Regions from separate parts of the Sus scrofa genome. Here region 1 is linked to region 2. Evidence: chromatin contacts called from public HiChIP or PLAC-seq data. All regions are on one chromosome and are shown on one strand. Each heading gives the region's core, a stretch centred on a gene start, on an enhancer-like site or on the middle of the called end of the contact. The rest is flanking DNA. Distances are from core to core; before and after follow the strand shown.

Region 1 (5,114 bases), core at 10-2,509, 89 kb after region 2:
ACCTCCATCCTGTGGGCCCCAGCTCCCAGGCTCCCACTGGTTTGCTGCAAGAATCCCCCTGACCAGAACTTGGGTTGGCGTCCCTCTACCCAGAATGCTCAGCGTGGCCCCCTCCTGCTTCTGAGACTCAGCCCAAATTCTGCTCCCCCAGGCAGCCTGCTGACCCTTCCCTCCCCTCCCCCCCCCCCCCGGGTCCATCATTACCCCCTTGAAGACCCAGCCCACCAAGGACTGACTGCTTGTCACTGTTGTACAAACAAGCTAGGGCCCTGTGGGACTCCAGCGCACACAAGCATTTCTGGGTCCTCCATTCCTTGTTTTTAGGGAATAAGCTTCAGCCTCTAAGACCTTTCCTGAGTTCCAAAGGGCAGTTGCTAATCAGGGAAGGGAAGGGATGCAGAGACCAGGGAGAAGAAGTCAAGAGACAACAGTGCAGCCTTGGGGCAGGGTCCTGGTTCCTCTTCAAGGAATGTACATAACAATATCTTCAAGCCTTTCGGCACAATTAAAAGCCCCAACAGATGGAAGAACTACTTGATGAAGCTTTCTTCATTCCGGGAAGAAGGAGGACCACCAGAGCCAGTCCTGGACCACTAAACACCAGCTTTGAAGGACAATGCATGCTTGCCTCTAGCCTGATCCTCATCTGCAGCCTTGTTTCCACTTTCCAAACTATAAAACCACCTCCTAACCCCTTCCAAGGGGTCACAGTCTTTAAGGCATTAGCCTGCTGTGGTCCCCTTTCCTGGCAAAGCCATCTTTTCCTCCTTCACCCAAAACTCTCTCCACATAGCTATTCGGCGCCAATGGACAGAGGCCAAGTTTGGGCAACAGTTGCAGTGCTTGATGCAGACCTTGTTTTCCCTGGAGCAGGCGCTGAGAGTGCATCCCTCTGCCCTCTGTCCCCAGCAAGCCACTGGCAGGCTCTCCTGAAAGCATTCAGGGATGGAACCAAGCTCTCCCTGCATAGCTCAGGCAATCTGTTTTCTCTTTCCGAGAGTGCTGCAAATCCATTTCCCCGACAGTGATGGGAATGGGTATTGTCAGCAGTGGGGAGGGCACATTATGAATGATTCCACTCGAGTCCATTTCTAAAAGGAGGAAATCAATATGCTCTTCCCGGCACAGTCTGCTCCCCTCACCTGACCTCTCTGCTCAGGCCCCAGCTGCTCCCTGCCACCCCCCTCTCCCCTCCTTCCTTCCCAGAAGGGGCTGGCCCTTTCTCGGAATCACCCACAAACCTCCGGAAACCGGGTTTCTCTTCCAGGGAGAGTGCACCCATCCACCCAGGTCACCCGGGGAGAGAGGAACTTGATCTTGCAGCACAGTCTGTGCTTGAGAAACTTTCAAGGACCTAGCCTGGGGCCTCCAAAATCACCATCAAGGCTGGGCACCCCACTCAGCATTCACACAGATTGTTTGCAAAACCTGTGGGAACACCCAGACATCAGGATCTGTCCTAGGACCATTGCCTGATGGGCAGGCTAGGAAACTGAGACTCAGGCAAAGTGGCCCCCCAAGGATACACAGCTCAAATGTGGCAAAACCTAGGTGCCAAGCCCAGATTTCTGCCACAGCTCCAGCTGGTCAAACACCAGCTCTGTCACTGAAAGCCCGTTGAGCCTGAACAAGTCCCATAACATTTGCAAGCCTCCTCTAGAGGGCTGGTATAACGCCTCCCTGTGGTGACACAAGTCCATCTAGAAAACGTCTGGCCAGTGGTGCTGTAAACGAGGCTGTCCCATCCTACATCTGTCTCTGCTTCTCCCCTCCTAACAGACCTCAGGCCTGGCTGTGTTCTTCAGAAAGTGAAACCCCTTACCCAAATGTGTCCTGGACCTTGCCTGGCCATCCCACCCCCACCCCCTTCTGGGAAGCTTCAGCCTGTGTCACAGCAGCAACACAGCCCCTCCTAGCCTGAGGCTAACTTTAATAATGAATGTTCAGTGAGCATTCTCTTTACTTAATTCACTCTCTCTCACCCCAAAGTCAGGCCATCCATTTTTCTGTTTTGCTTTGGAAGCCTTTCCACAAATCCACTTTCAGGAGGCAACGTGATTCAGCAAAAAAAAAAAAAAGGCTAAAGAAAACATGCAGAGACCTGGTTCCAGCTGTGCCACCAACTGGCTGTGTGACTGGAAACACCCTTCTTCCATCTCCAGCCTCAGTTTCTCCCTCTGTAAAATGGGAAGGTTGAGCTAGCTGCATCACCAGGGCCCCTCCAGCTGGGGGCGGCACCTCCCTTCTGCATGAGAGGAACTTCTGCTGGGCATCACCTGATCTGCCCTGGGGACAACCCCCTGGGAGGAATTTACAATCAGAGATTAGTATCACTCACACTACACACCCAACGGACAGTGAACACCCTTGTGGATGTCCCCTCACTTTTTTATAGAGTCAGGTCCAGCTACTTGCCCCTTAAAAAAAACAATACTCGCAAATGTTGGTGGAAAGGCAGGTTGCTTTCAGTCAGAACGCTTGCCATCCTGGGAGATGGTGGACTCAGTGTCCCCCAAAAACTATCTCTGAAGATTCTGCTCAGCCATGAAATTTTTTAAAGAGAAAAGGGAAGTGATCTCGGCTAATCATTGAGACGGGGGTCAGTGTCATTGCCATCCCCAACTGTGTGCAGGCGTGTAGATGTCTTGTGATATTGTTTCTTTAGATGCTATTGTGAACTGGAGTTTGGCACTTGCCATCTGCCTCTACGGAATTAAACCATGAGCCACTGCACTGCCGACCCGAGGCACACCCCCAAGCAGAGCTGAGGCACTCTGTGCTCTGGGGAAACTGGAAGAGCAGATCTTCAGAGAGTTAGATGTTTTAGGAGAAAACTTCTTGCATCTCCTCATATTAGAAAACCACTAAAACCCTTCATGGTGCTGTCTGCTCCTCATGACTAGTAGTAACCTTCTGTTACAGCAAACTTCCGTAAAATGTATGCAGGGCTGCATACACCTTCCCATTCACCTTTATCACTTATATCTTGATATTTCCCCTTTTCTCTTTGGGGCAGCTTTTCAGAGCTATCTGAAATACTGCCTCCTGGACAGTAGCTAAGTGGACAAAAGACATCACAGTCACCTGTGAATGCAGTCACTCCCAAGAGTGGGCCATTGAACCCTGAGGAAACTCAGGAAAGAAACAAACAAGACTGGCCCACAGCTGAGGTGCATATCAAAGGAGTGATTCCACTAAGCCCAGACCTTTACCTCTTCCCACAGAAACTGGTTTTCTATAAATCTTTCCTGTAAATCTTTTGTTCCTATTACCTTTCCTTTGTTGCAAAAACTCATATATCCTAGGTCCTTGGAATGGTTTCTCAGGGCTACCTGAGATGCTGTCTCCTGGGCTTAAGTCCTAATTTTGCCCCAAATAAAACTTAACTCTCAACTTTCAGATTGTACATTTTTTTTAAGCTGACACTGTCTTGTTCAGTTTGTTCAGAAATCACTGAAGGGGAAGCTGGGGAAGTGACCTAGTTGTTGGTTAGTTACTTATTCTTCATTTCTACGTCTTTGGTCTATGGAAAGACTGACAAGTTTAGGCAGGGCATTGTGGAATCAAAAGACTTGACAGGTACACTTGGACCAGAGCTGAGTAGAGATGGGGGCTCCTGGTTTAAGACCCGTGACAGGGAGTTCCCGTCATGGTTCAGTGGTTAACGAATCTGACTAGGAACCATGAGGTTGCAGGTTCAACCCCTGGCCTTGCTCAGTGGGTTAAGGATCCGGTGTTGCCGTGAGCTGTGGTGTAGGTGGCAGATGCAGCTCAGATCTCCTGTTGCTGTGGCTATGGTGTAGGCTGGCAGCTACAGCTCCGATTAGACTCCTAGACTGGGAACCTCCATATACTGTGGGTGCAACCCTAGAAAAGACCAAAAAAAAGATTGGTGACAGGACTGCTGCCTGGAGTTTGGCTGCTCCCTGGAAGAGGAAGAAGGATCCTGGAGGATCCAGGAGGTTAGGAGGTTACACTCATCACTTCTGCTCACAATTAAGCTGGAACCAGTCCCTGGGCCCCCCTCAACAGGGAGGAACCCAGGAGGTTCCCCTTTCCAGGGCACACAGGAAGCAGCCCACCGCCTGCCACCCACACCCACATTTCCTAAGCAGGGGCTCGGGTGGGGCTGCCTAGCCATGAGAGAAGAGGGGAGTGGGCAGGGGCCACCTGGCTCCCCAGATCTGAGCCTCAGCCAGACAGGCTCTCTGTGGGAGCTCTGGGGGCCTGGTGGGGAGGAGGGTCCTCCCGGACTGGCAGCTGGGGGCCCTCCTCCTGCCCTGCCCCTGAGCATCTTCATGAGGGTGCTGCACATGGGGCAGCTTGGGGGTGGCGGGGGACAAGCAGGAAAGGGAAGACCATGTGGGCAGGCAGCCAGGATCCCAAACATGCGGTGGTCCAGATGGGACCGGTGGGCAGCGCGCAGAGGGCGGGACGTGAGCAGCACCAGCCCTGCCCTCTCCCGATATTGGGCAAGGGTCACGAAGCTCCGCCCCCAGGCCTGCCCTGACCTTGAAGCCCCTGCCCCTCCCCTCATCCCTGGTTTCTAAGGAATCTGCCAGCACCAGGCCCGGGAGGAAGTCCAGTCTGAGCTGCTGCCCACCAGCCTGGTAGGACCCGCCCCTCCCGCCTGAGGGAGTACCTGCCAGGGAGCAGCAGGCTGAGGTTTTTGGCAGCAGGCGGGTTACTACTCCAACGCTACAGGTGAGACAACACAGACCCGTCAAAGCTTTGTTTTGACCTTGCTGGCAAATTGCCCACTGAGGACTCGACCCAGCCGGCCGCCTCAGGGGAAAAGTGAGGACACAGAGGACAATAGCTCACACAGTCCTTCAGGGGACCAGGAGAAGAACTTGCCCCTATTCCAGGAGGCTGATTAAATCCTGCCCCCACCACTGGCACCCCTTGGGTCTGCCCCCAGGGCAGATCTGAGAAGCTTTATCTTCACCCCAGGCACCCCCCTGTGGTCCCCCTCACTACAGCTTAGTTGACTGCCCCCAGTACACATAGGTTCCCAAGCACCAGGACCCAGGGCCACCCCCTTGGACCTCTGAACCCAGCACAAGTCTGGCCTCAGCAAGATCAGGATGTTTGTGGGCTGGAGATGGATGAGT
Region 2 (5,302 bases), core at 1,693-4,192:
CGCTCAGTGGGTTAAGGATCTAGCGTTACCACAAGCTGTGGTGTAGGTCGCAGATATGGCTGGGATCTGGCATTGCTATGACGGTGGCATAGGCCAGCCACTGCTCTTCAGATTCGACTCCTAGTCCAGGAACTCCCATATGCAGCAGATGCTGCCCTAAAAGAAAAGAAAAAGAAAAGGAATAACAAATTCAGTTCTCCCTACCCCCCACCCCCCTTCCCAGGACTAATGATCCAGAAGGAATAATGAAGGATAAAACCCAGCATGAATTTGATGCCCCCTTCTCCCCCTATGCCCCTGACCCAAACAGCGGGCCCCCGGGGGTTCCTTCGGAAAGTCCCTGGAGTTCCAGGAACATCCTATCAGTGGATCCAGAGCAGGAAAGCACTCAGCACCAGATGAGACCACTCTGACATGGGAGAGCTGAGGCAGTTTCAGGCACTCCTGCCAACCAGGAAAGGCCAGCCTCCGGAACCACCCCCTCCCCCAGCCAGTCCAGCTCTTCTGTTGATGGAAGCCTGATATGTTCTTAATTTCCCTTCAGCTGATCATCTTTTGAGAACCTGACCCTGGACCATGTCCTGGTGACAGACTGCGACCCCCTTCGCCCAGTCCTGGGGTCCAACCTGTGAGGCACCTTCACCGAGCACTCTCTCATCTGTCCCCAGTCCCCCTCTGCTCTGGCCCTCCCACCCTCCTGTGTCTGGGACCCCACACTTCCCCACTGGACCTGCCCCTCGTGGGCACGGCCTCTGTGTCTGCCTCCAGCCGGGACCCCCTTTTGACTTTGAGTGTTACCCCTGCTCTCCATTTCAGCCGGCCCTCCCACTCCCCCCATCGCAGGGGCAGCTTTGTTCCAGCACACACACCTGGCCCTGTACTGCACATCCAGCTGTGTGGGTGCTGGTGTAAAGGTTAGCAGAGCAAGGAGAAAGCACCTCAGATTGAGAACAGGACCCGAAGGAACCCTCAGGAAATGCTGGAAGCCATAGTGGAGGAGACTGCACCCTCACCATCACAGAGCTTCCAGAAAGCAGTGCCGGGGCTCCAGCCACAGAAGCACCCACCATACGCAGGAGGCCCCAGCGTGCTAGAGCCAAGTGCACTGCCCATTCCTCTTGCAAAACATGGCCCAACTGGGCTCAAGATCCTTCAGGTCAGCTCCACAGCGATCTGCTCACCAGTGAAGTGGGGCAACCCAGACCAGAGAGAACACCAGCCTGTGCGTGGAGGCTGAGTTGGACAATCCTTCCTTGCCCTCGGAGAACCAGGCACAGGTGGCTCACCACCTGGTGGGCAAACATCCATTACCCTTCCTTTGAGGATCGGATGGAATGGCCATATGCGTTTCTGTACAGAGGTGCAAACCTAGGCTGGGAGGTACTCTGACTTTAGATCATTCGTGTGTGCCTGGGGCAAGTACCTCCCAGCCTCAGTCTGCTCCTCGGTAAGACAAGAGCAACAACCCCTGGCCTCCTGCTGACAACACTGCTCTCTCCTGAATGACTCTAGCCAGGCTCCTCTGTGCCCATTCTGACCAGTCCTCCACCTGGGCTGAAAAGAACTGGCCCGTGCACACTGAGGTGTATGGAATGATGGGCCAACAATGATACATTGTGTATAGCACAGGATAATCTACTCCATATCCTGTGGTAGTCTATATGGCATCAGAAAAAGAATAGATATGTGCACATGTGTAACTAAATCGCTCTGTTGTACAGCAGAAATTACCACAACATTGCAAATCAACTATACTTCAATAAAACTTAAAAATGAACTGCAACTTTCAACATAAATGATTTCCTCCACCCTTCCACATGCACACTAAGAAAACTGAACAAACACCAGTGTGGCTTCTAGGAGTCTAAGATCATGACCTGTCTCCTAAAAATGCTGCTAAAGAAGTCTTAGTGCCACCAAAAGGATCTGCCATTTGTTTCAGCCAATATCTGACTGTGGGCTCCTGAACCCCAGCTCTTTTATAAAACTTAAAACCGTAAATCCTTCCTCCGTCCATCCTTCCATTGAGATAGATGTGTCTCCTGCCACCCAGGAATGTCTTTTTCAAGGACCTGGAACCAGGACTTTAAAATGAAAGAAGATGTGGTATATATACACAATGGAACACTACTCAGCCATAAAAAAAGAAGGGAATAATGCCATTTTCAGCAACTTGGATGCACCTAGAGATTCTCATACTAAGTGAAGTAAGTCAGAGAGAGAAAGACAAATATGAGATGATATCACTTACATGTGGAATCTAAAATATGGTATAAATGAACTTATTTACAAAACAGAAATAGACTCAAAGGCATAGAAAACAAACTTATGGTTCCCAAAGGGAAAAGGAGTGTGGGGGGAGGGATAAGTTAGAAATCTGGGATTCACATATACACACTACCATATATAAAATAGATAAACAACAAAGACCTCCTGTATAGCAAAGGGGACAATACCAATATTTTGTAATAACATGTAAGGCAAGAAGAATTCATACATATATATATATATCGCTGTGCTGTATACCTGAAACTAACACAATTATTATAAATCAATAATATTTAATATATTTCAATTAAAAATAAGATAAATTTAAAATGTAATCATCAGGAAGGACAGGGCCCTTGTCCCAGTCTCTGTGGGAGGGAAGCCTAATGTGATGAGCACCAGTTTTCAGACACAGAACCAACACTGACCAGTCTCTCACCTGCTTCTTGTGATTTTTCACTTGACTCTGCTCAGACTACACTCACCCCCTCCCTACTCCTCCATTCTCCCTTCAGAGCCCCATAAGTCACCTCTGCTGAGTCAGAATGAAGCTCAGCTCTCCCCCAACTGCAGTGATTACACAATAAAACATTACCACCATTTAATCAATGTCTAGCTGTATTTATCTTGGATGCTATCTCAGACTTTATGGGTCATTTCCTAATGATGGTGCAATGCCTGAAAGGAAGGGTGTGTGGGAGTTCCTGCTGTGGCACAGTGGGCTAAGGATCCGGCATTGCCACAGCTGTGGCATAGGTCACAGCTGTGGCTCAGATTCGATCCCTAGCCCAGGAATTTCCACGTGCTACAGATGCAGCCAAAAAAGGCAAAAAAAAAAAAAAAAAAAAAAAAAAAAAAGAGGGGGATGTGTATAAGGCCTCTCTGAACACACTAGAGAAGCTTCAGAGACACATGGGAGTCTGGGCAATACTGTGGGCATTTATTGGGCATTTATTGGGCATCAATTGTGTGGAAATCTTCATGTCCTCAATCTACTAAAAGGAAGATCTGGAAACATAGCCCAGGCCCAGGTGACTCCAGAAACTCCATGGCACTCAGCCAGAACAAGGTAGCAAGGTGTAAAGAAGCCACACATGTCAGGTATGCCATCTCAGGGACTGAAACATTTTGCACCAACAAAATGCCATGCTCTGGCAGACAGTGTGGTAATGGAGTCCCCAGGTTTTTGAACAGTAACGCCACAGCAGCCACAGACCCTGTGAATGCGGTGGCAGGGAGGAGAGACAGGGAGGTGGGGGAAGGGAAGGCAGGCCTGAAATTTTCAAGTGGCCATCTCCTGCCCTCTTCCTTCCTTAGCCTCCACATCCTTCCCCCAAAGGAAACCGTGGGGTAGGGGACAGCCCTGGAAACTGACTTCATGCTAACTTCAAGAGGAAACTCCTTTCTAAGCTGAGGACCTCTGCGCCAAGCTTTTGTCTGCAGGGAATTTTTCTGTGGTTTATTAGAAACTGAAGAAATGCTGACAGAGCAGTTTTGCCCACCCTAGCAGGCAGCAAAGTGCACCTCATTAGACCAGCTTCCTGCAGGCGACAGAGAGGGACAGAGCAGAGGCTGAGGAGGGTGGGAGGAGAGACGGAGGACCGGTCACTGCCTGGGTCAGCGGCGGGAGCACTGGCAAGACGAGTGGGAGTGACCGAGGGGCCCTGCACAACCACCTGCCTGCTCAGGCACACCCTGCTCTGGTAACAGGAGCCAGAGGACCGACTGGGCAGTGCTGGGAAGAGGTGCAGGCCCCCTGGGCCCCAGATCCCAAGTGGCTGGTTCTGAGAACCTCTCCCCACCTCCTTCCTGTTCCTTGTGCCCCAGAGGAGCACAGGAGATGCCACATGGAAGAAGGGACCCCATTCCCCTTTTCTGGGATTCCCCTACAAGACCCCAGATTTTCTGAATTTTTCCTGATTCATAAAGTAATCACATTTTCTCAAACATCTTACTTCCACACACTTTAATGTCTTTTTAAAAATAAGCCACTGAGGGCTCAGGATGATGCAGCAGGGCCCAAGGAAATCATGTGGCTACCGGTCACAATTAACTGTTATGTCCCCCATCCCTCATCACAACAATCCTCTGAAGTATTACAGAGGAGGAATCCCAAGATCAGGGACACTGAGCAAACTGCCAGAGTTACACAGCCAGCAAATTGGGTGGAAGCCTGGGGCCCACATTTAATCACGGCTCTAGAGTGTGGTTTAACTGAGCAGACTGTTTTCATATTCATTCTCTCATGTGATTCTCATAAAACATGATGACATAAGCACAGCCAGAATTATACCCATTTACCAGATAGAGAAACAAAGACCCACATAGGGCCTTGAACGAAGCTACACACCAGGTAGATACAAAGCCAGCAAGAACTTAAATAGTCCATGTCTTGGCCTATATGTTATTCTACCATGCCAGGTAAACTTTCCTATGAAGGCAATTTTTTTTAAAGATTTAAAAATTTTTTTGTAGTTCCCATTGTGGCTCAGTGGTAACAATCCTAACTAGTGGAGTTCCCATCGTGGCACAGTGGTTAATGAATCCGACTAGGAACCATGAGTTTTCAGGTTAAATCCCTGGCCTCGCTCAATGGGTTAAGGATCAGGCATTGCCATGAGCTGTGGTGTAGGTTGCAGACGCGGCTCGGATCCTGCATTGCTGTGGCTCTGGTGCAGGCCAGTGGCTACAGCTCTGATTCGACCCCTAGCCTGGGAAACTCCATATGCCACGGGAGCGGCCCAAGAAATAGCAAAAAGACAAAAAGACGAAAAAAAAAATCCTAACTAGTATCCATGAGTTTGCGGGTTCAATCTCTAGCCTTGCTCAGTGGGTTAAGAATCCAGCATTGCCGTGTGCTGTGGCACAGATGAGGCTCAGATCTGGTATCACTGTGGCTGTGGTGTAGGCCAGCAGATACTCTGATTTGGCCCCTAGACTGAGAACTTCCACATGCCACAGGTGAAGCCCTAAATTAAAAAAAATAATAATATATATATATATTATTTTCTTTTTACGGCCACGCCTGCAGCAT

The links. HiChIP or PLAC-seq counts read pairs in DNA pulled down with a chosen protein or histone mark.
Region 1: an H3K27ac HiChIP or PLAC-seq map of alveolar macrophages shows a contact between it and region 2. The contact joins two enhancer-like sites. A contact is called at or near these places in 3 of 47 Hi-C or Micro-C datasets (liver and skeletal muscle) and 2 of 2 datasets of contacts at active chromatin or transcription factors (alveolar macrophages and skeletal muscle).

Annotation. Positions count from the first base shown.
Region 1 is chr15:58,928,327-58,933,440 of Sscrofa11.1, forward strand. No RefSeq gene overlaps it. Among named protein-coding and RNA genes, the nearest start is that of HS6ST1, 140 kb to the right of the region's middle. Within about 2 kb of position 1,260, at least 14 of the 83 cell types and tissues checked have an H3K27ac peak or open chromatin away from gene starts, as enhancers often do. A contact at or near this core is called in alveolar macrophages, where this site is marked.
Region 2 is chr15:58,837,814-58,843,115 of Sscrofa11.1, forward strand. All of the region lies in intron 2 of LOC106506245 (a long non-coding RNA gene), which reads right to left. Among named protein-coding and RNA genes, the nearest start is that of HS6ST1, 230 kb to the right of the region's middle. Within about 2 kb of position 2,943, at least 6 of the 83 cell types and tissues checked have an H3K27ac peak or open chromatin away from gene starts, as enhancers often do. A contact at or near this core is called in alveolar macrophages, where this site is marked.